Regions from separate parts of the Mus musculus genome. Here region 1 is linked to region 2. The links are chromatin contacts, called in public HiChIP or PLAC-seq maps. All regions are on one chromosome and are shown on one strand. The core of a region is the stretch at or near the end of the contact, and the rest is flanking DNA. Distances in the headings are between cores, read along the strand shown.

Evidence for each region. HiChIP or PLAC-seq counts read pairs in DNA pulled down with a chosen protein or histone mark.
Region 1: an H3K4me3 HiChIP or PLAC-seq map of bone marrow-derived macrophages shows a contact between it and region 2, with 2.4 times the contacts expected there. The contact joins the enhancer-like site here to the promoter of 5430405H02Rik in region 2. A contact is called at or near these places in 1 of 484 Hi-C or Micro-C datasets (CD4 T cells), 2 of 115 datasets of contacts at active chromatin or transcription factors (the SCID.adh cell line and bone marrow-derived macrophages) and 1 of 9 other capture datasets (adipose tissue).

What each region holds. Positions count from the first base shown.
Region 1 is chr2:157,186,032-157,189,415 of GRCm38.p6, reverse strand. Rbl1 (RB transcriptional corepressor like 1) reads left to right here. Exons shown (of 22, transcript NM_011249.2): 10 at 1,081-1,193; 11 at 1,378-1,481. Among named protein-coding and RNA genes, the nearest start is that of Rbl1, 17 kb to the left of the region's middle. Within about 2 kb of position 1,970, at least 11 of the 459 cell types and tissues checked have an H3K27ac peak or open chromatin away from gene starts, as enhancers often do. A contact at or near this core is called in bone marrow-derived macrophages, where this site is marked.
Region 2 is chr2:156,861,663-156,865,198 of GRCm38.p6, reverse strand. It overlaps 5430405H02Rik (RIKEN cDNA 5430405H02 gene), which reads left to right and starts at 2,254. Exons shown (of 3, transcript NR_027914.1): 1 at 2,254-2,600. It overlaps Rab5if (RAB5 interacting factor), which reads right to left and starts at 2,077. Exons shown (of 4, transcript NM_026124.3): 1 at 1,782-2,077. The coding sequence starts at 1,895.

The DNA of each region.
Region 1 (3,384 bases), core at 721-3,220, 320 kb before region 2:
TGTGGGCAGACATGCTCGCAGTCCTAGCTCGTGCAGGTGAAAGCAGGCAGAGCAGACTTCAAGGCATCTTTGGCTATATGAATAGTTCAGGAGCAACCTGGGCTACATGCGACCATGTCTCAAAAAGCAAACAAACCCAAAACTATAACAAACCAAAATAGGAAAACAAACAAACAAACAAACAAACAAACAAAACCACCAAACTTTAAAACTCATGTGGAACTTTAGTACCCCAAAAAGCCAAGACAAACTTGAAAAAGATCAGCGCTGGAGGCTTTACATTTTATTTCAATATAGTAGAATAGTACACAGCTTCAATAATCAAAAAAGCATGGTATTGACCCAGACATGTATAAACTGGGGAAACAAAATGGAGAGAAATAAGCTATATTTTTTTTCAAGTGATCATTGATAGTGTACCAAGACCATATAGTGGGTAAAGAGTAGAAAGAAATGATGTTGGGAAAACAAAATATCCTTATGCAGAAGAATGAAGATATTACACAATATTAAAAAATTAATTCAGGGCCAGTGAGGTGGCTCAGGACTGCATCTTTTATCTTTGGCTGCCAAGTCTGGTAACTTGAGTTTGATGCTTAGGAAGAAGAGAGATGGATTCTAGATATCCTCTGACCGCTACCAAAATAAATAATCATAAATGCTCCTGGACCAGAGAGATGGGCAGCAGTTAATGTACTTGTTGCTTTTGCAGAGATCCAAGGTTTGATTCTGAGCACCCACATTAGACTGGCACCTTGTTTGGCCTCTGTCGCACTGCATGCATTTCATGTCTAAGCAGGCATCAAATGTATGCTACCATACCTGGCAAAATAGCATGATTAAAAATGCTTATAGCTGACTGGTAAGGCAACTCAGCAAATGCCTGCTAAGTTCAGTCCCTAATACTTACAGTGTATGTGCGCGCGTGCAAGTTTGTATCTGTATTCCATGGCCTTGGGTATCTACGCAAGCTGTCTGTCACTGAGCTGGATCCGAGCCCCTGGGTGATTCTTGAAGAATCTTGAGGAATGTTGATAATCTGGGTTTTCCTGATAAGCAAGTTTCTCTTGTATTTTATAGATCTTGTATGCGGAATCCTATGGGAAACATTATAAAAATTGTGAAAGGAATAGGAGAGACTTTCTGCCAACACTATACCCAGTCCACAGATAAACAGCCAGGATCTCACATAGGTAAGAAGAGAAGAATAAAAGCGGCACAGCATTAAGTATGGAGACTGTCCCCACAGATAGCATTAAGTGTGGAGAAAGAATGTCCCCACAGTCAGGTTCCCATCTCTTGCAGTTAATGTACCCGCTTACTGTTGAGTTTGCCATCACCATTTCAATAGCATATGCTCTCCTGTGTTTTCTATAGACTTTGCTGTAAACAGACTAAAACTGGCAGAAATTTTGTATTACAAAATACTGGAGACTATAATGGTCCAGGAAACACGACGGCTTCATGGAATGGACATGTCGGTAAGTAACTCTATCCTCCTAGCCAGCTTTCAGTCCTACCAGGGAAGTAAGAGGTTTCTTTTTGTTAGTTTGTTTTCACTTTCTAAAAAAGTAATAATTTTTATTCTATACAATGTAAGCAATAAAAATTTACATAATTTCTTAGTTTTTAGTTGAAGAAAAAGATTATAAGGGAGAATATGAAAATGAGATTTCTACTCTACTAGAAAATTTACACTCACTTGTATTTACAACCATCAACTCTACACTCATTTTACCTAGAGAGTCTAAAAGCTTCTTTGAGAACACAGTTATACCATAGTTCTGCAACAGTTGTGAAAGCAGTTGTGGTCCCAGAACATAGGAGCACACACTTGCACGTAGCTGTCAGCGTGTAAAAACCTCATCTCTGCCTCCATCAGAGGAGAATGAGTCACTGCCACCTCTGCGTGGACAGTCTCCTCTCCAGTTCTTACACAGAGGCTGAACTTGGCAGGAATAGAAATGGATTCAAGCAGCAGCTGTCCATGAGCTCCGAAAGAGGAACTGAATGTCAACTGTTAACCAGCTTTGTCCTTTCTAGTTTGACAACTTCTTGAGACCTTGAGACCTAGTTGGTTTCTTCTCCCTTAGTTCTCAGTGATGTCACCTGATTGTTTCACACCTTGACTGATGAGGTCACTTTGTCCAACTTCAGCCACCTGCTCTTCCTAAGACTTCATTTCATTATTACAAAGAAGTCATCATCTTTAACAAGCTGAACACATGTCTGCTTATGTGCACCGGACAGGTTCTTCCAAGCCTGTGTTCAGTCCTCAGCTTTCTCTGCACAGATTGATCTTTCGCCTCTTGGAAGCTTTCAGATAATAAATGTGCTGATGGAGGTCTTTCCAAGCAAAATTAATTCTCTTCTTTTTAATAACTCATCTTTAAAAGTTCTTGCCTGATTTCTTTCTCAGAAGACATCATCTGACTTGGAGTTGACTGTTCTTGAAACTGCTCACGGCTTCTTTGTATGCTTTTCGTTCTGCCTAAGATTAGCTTCATAACTTTCTCTTCTGAATCTGGTAGTTCCCTCCACAGGGCTACACTTCTGGACGCTTGACATCTGGTGCTTAGCATTTAGTCTGGGTTGCTGTTCTGTAGAAAATCAAAGGTATTCTCATAGGGTTTGTTTTTCTTTGGGGGTGGGGTGGGGCGGGGATTGTTAATTACCCAGAGTTGAATGAAGAACATTTGCAATACAAAGCTCAGTGGCAGTGCATGACCCTGACACACACACACACACACACACACACACAGTGCCTTCAGTGCCCCCTACGTGCGGCCAGCAACACCGGCACAGCTCCCTGTAAGTGAGCTTTCTATGGTCTCTGGTCTTCCTCTCAAATTATTAAGCTAACAGTTGTTTATTTGTTTATAACTCAAGGATTCTTAACTTATAAAATAGTATTTGTTTTTCTTTAAAAAAAAAAAACACAATAGTTCTCTTTGAATATTTGTCCAAGTCTGATCACCTCAAGGACTGCTATAAATATGTTTCTTTTGTTTTGTACATTTACTGTGTATTTATGTATTTGGTGGAGGGACGGATTGTACCTTACACTATGGACCTTACACTGTGGAGGTCAGAAGTCAACTTGCAGGAGTCAGTTTCTCTCCTACTGTGCAAGTCCTGGAGCTCAAACTCAGGTCGTCAGGCTTGGCCTCAGGTGCCCTTACCTGAGCCATCTCCTCAGTCATATTTTCAGAAAATTCAGAAATGTTCTCCAAAGTTAAGCCTAGCATAAGCTGCTTCCATTTCGCCCCTTCCCTCTGTGCACTCTGCAGTCAGTCCTGGAGCCATCCCATCTTCTGTTCCACCATAAACAGGTGGATCTGTAAGAATGCTGTGGACTGTCACAAAAGCATTTCTCTGTTGCAC
Region 2 (3,536 bases), core at 1,005-3,504:
GTGGAGAAGCAAAAGCTTATTAAATATTTCCTACAAACTCATTAAGTAGCCCTGGAATCTGCTATGTAAACTAGGCCTTGGGTCAAGAGTACTGAACTAAAGGTGTGGTTCACAATGTCTAGCTAAGCACATGGCTCTTTTCTTTTTTTTCTAAACTTATTTTATATGTATGTTTTATCTTTTTTTTTTAAAGATTTATTGATTATATGTAAGTACACTGTAGGTGTCTTCAGACACTACAGAAGAGGGAGTCAGATCTTGTTACGGATGGTTGTGAGCCACCATGTGGTTGCTGGGATTTGAACTCCGGACCTTCGGAAGAGCAGTCAGGTGCTCTTACCCACTGAGCCATCTCACCAGCCCTGTATGTTTTATCTTAATGTATGCATGAGCACCATGTATGTGCCTGCTGCCCATGGATGCTGGAACACTGGAACTCCTCAGAACTGGAGTTACAGACCGTTGTGACTCACCATATGGGTGCTTGGATTGGAGCCCACTCTAAACTGCTGAGGCCTCTCTAGTCCCCATATGTGGTTCTTTTTTGTTGTTGTTTTCGAGGCAGGGTTTCTCTGTGTAGCTCTGGCTGTCTTGGAATTCACTCTGTAGACCAGGCTGGCCTGCAACTCAGGGATTCCCCGACCTCTGCCTCCCAGTGCACTACCACCACCACCTTGCTCCATATGTGGTTCTTCTGTCATTCCTTCTACTAAAGTGTGATGGGAAACAATATATTTAGACTATTAAGTGACTAATTCCAGAGCCTGTTCTCTACCATATTTTAGAGAAGTCGTTACTTCTTTAAAAGAAGCTGCGTAAATAGAAGTTTGTTTTGAAGTGACAATGGGCACTGTGCTCCTGGCCACAGATAACCCTTGGCTGGCCAGCTAAGTTCTAGAGAGTCTCCAGGAAGAAAAACTATTAACTTCAGTTCCCACCCTTCCTGTACAGCGACTTTTGAGAAAGCCAGAGTTAGGAAAGTGTGGTGGTGGAGAAGTGTGTGCTTAGGCCTGTGCCAGCTCATCTAAGTTTCACCCAACAAAGAGCACTCAGGTTTGTGAACTGCCCTGGACTCCAGACACCAGTCCTTGGACCGGGGAAGATAAAAAATATGACACAGCAGTTCACAAAGACGACAGGTTTTGCAAGAGCTGGGCAGGGCTGGGGGCAGGCCAAGGGCACCTTCAGGAAGTACTCCCCCCCTCCATGGCGGAACTGAAGGGAGGGAAGCCCAATTTCAACAGTCCAAACAACGGAAGGAGTCCAAATATAGCATTCTTTTCAAACCATCTAGAATCGGGCTGAATGGTGACAGGCTTGAAGATCACAGAATGGAGCAATGATAGGAGGCGTCCAGGCTCAGATCCTCTGGAGATGACCAGCGAGTGCATCTTTAAGTCCCCAACCTCTTCTAACCCATGTCTAGCGACTTTCTTACTAACTCACACCCTCTTAAGGTGGTCTTAGAACCGGCTCTCGAATCTTAAAGCTCACAGGGCATGTCTTCTTTCTCATCTAAGCGAGCAAGGACAGAGCCACCCCTCGCAATGTGCAAAGTAAACGCACTTCAGGGATTCCGCACCCGGCACGTGCGCAGTCTTCAGAAGCGCTAACTACTCCGGATCCTGCGGAGCAAACGGCGGGGGATAGCAGGGGCTCCGCTCGCTCCACTACGCGCCGGCCCCCTTGGCACCCCGCTCCCTGCTCCCATGGCCGCGCCCGGCCGATTGGCCGGGGCGAGGGAGACCCGGGCCCGTCCTCCCTCGCCGGGCCTTCTGCACCTTGTCGTCCCAGGCCGCGTCGCTCCGCAGCACCTTGCTCCACACGGACACCTTGAGGGCCCCGTTGGCCAGCTGCGGCTGAGGCGGCTCCTCCTTCCGCCGCCCGCCGCTCATCCTCCCGTCGCGCCGCCCGAGCCGGGCGTGGGGCGCGCGGGCCAAGCCGAAGGGAGTCGGGGTCTGGGACCGCGGGACTCGGCGCGCGGGGCGGCAGCGGTAGTCCGGGCAGCGAGGGACAGTGGCCCGCCGAGGCTCTGCTCGCTCTGCCCAGCGGCCGGCTCGCTAAGCTCCACGGAGCAGGCGCCGCCGAGGGAGGGGCGGGGCCCTGATGACGTGCGCACGCAGCCAATCGGCGGCCACGCGGCGGTCGGCTCCGAAGCTCGGCGACGCCTCGACGCGAGCGTCCCCTCCGGTGGGCGGAAGTGACAGAAGCTTCCGGCGGACGCCAGGGGACGGTGAGCGAGAAGGGACAAGTGCGGCCCGGAGGCGATCTGTGCGCGAGGAGGCGCTGTGAAGACTGAGGCACAGCCCCTCCGAGGAAAGCCGAGATTGTACGTTTCCTTGCCGGCTGAGCCGCGGCTCGTCCCCCGGAGCGACACAAAGAAGAAGTGGCCTTGCATCCTGCTCCGCCTCCCGAGCCGGGTCCTTGGTCCCCGGAAGCCCTGGGCTGCCCCACTGGAGTTACCTTCTGTGCGTTCTCTCCTAAACCTACACGTTATTCACGACTTTGTTCATGACTATGGAAAACAAAACAAAAACAAAAACCAAACCAAAGTTCCCTCGCCTGGCGATGGTGCAAGCCTGTCTACCTGCTGGAGGATGGTAAGTCCCCGGTCACGACAACCTGTCTCAACGGGAAAAAAAACAATTCTGTGAACCCTAACGTCTCCTCTTGCTCAGCGTTCTCTTCTGAGATCCGAATGTGAAGCTGAGATCCCAAGAGAGAAATTCTTTCCTAAGGATGAGGCAAGTTGAAACCAGGGGAGAACCCCACTAGGGGGAATAGAAAAGTAGTAGGTGTCGGGCTAGCTACCCCGTCCTCACTGTGTGTTGTTAGCACTTCCCAGGATGTGTTTTGAAAGGACAGAAGGAGCAGCACCCCCTGCGAACTTGTACAAAGACACGTTGTGGTGTACACTGTGACTCGTCTGCAGTCCAAACCCGGGGAGGAATGTTAGGCTGGCCTGGCTACATTCCAAGATCCCGTGCCCCGTCTGACCTGGGTTACACAGCGAAGCTGGTCTAGCATACAGAGTGAGAGATGCTGCCTCAAACAGACAAATGAGCAAAATCAGTCCCATCCTCCAGATGGTGCCACACAGGATGTGCTATGCTAAGGGATATCACTAAAAAACAAAAGAAAAGAAAAACCCCCCAAGAATTGTTTATTATGTATACATCGTTCTGGCTGCATGTTTGCCTGCAGGCCAGAAGAGAGGTTACCAGATCACATTATAGATGGTTATGAGCTACCATGTGGTTGCTGGGAATTGAACTTAGAACCTCTGGAGGAGCAGCTAGTGTTCTTAATCTATGAGCCATCTCTCCAGCCCGGAACATCACTTTTATGCAGTGAGTTTATAAAGGCAAAGTAATTTGCCTGGAATCATTGAGTTAGTAGTTGGGTTTATTTTACTCTAAATCCGAGTTCTTTTCTTTTTAAAAATAATTATTTCATTCCATAGTATGGGTGTTTTGCCTGCAGTGTGTGTGTGTGTGTGTGTGTGTCTGTGTGTGCACCACTTTGTGTGCCTGCTG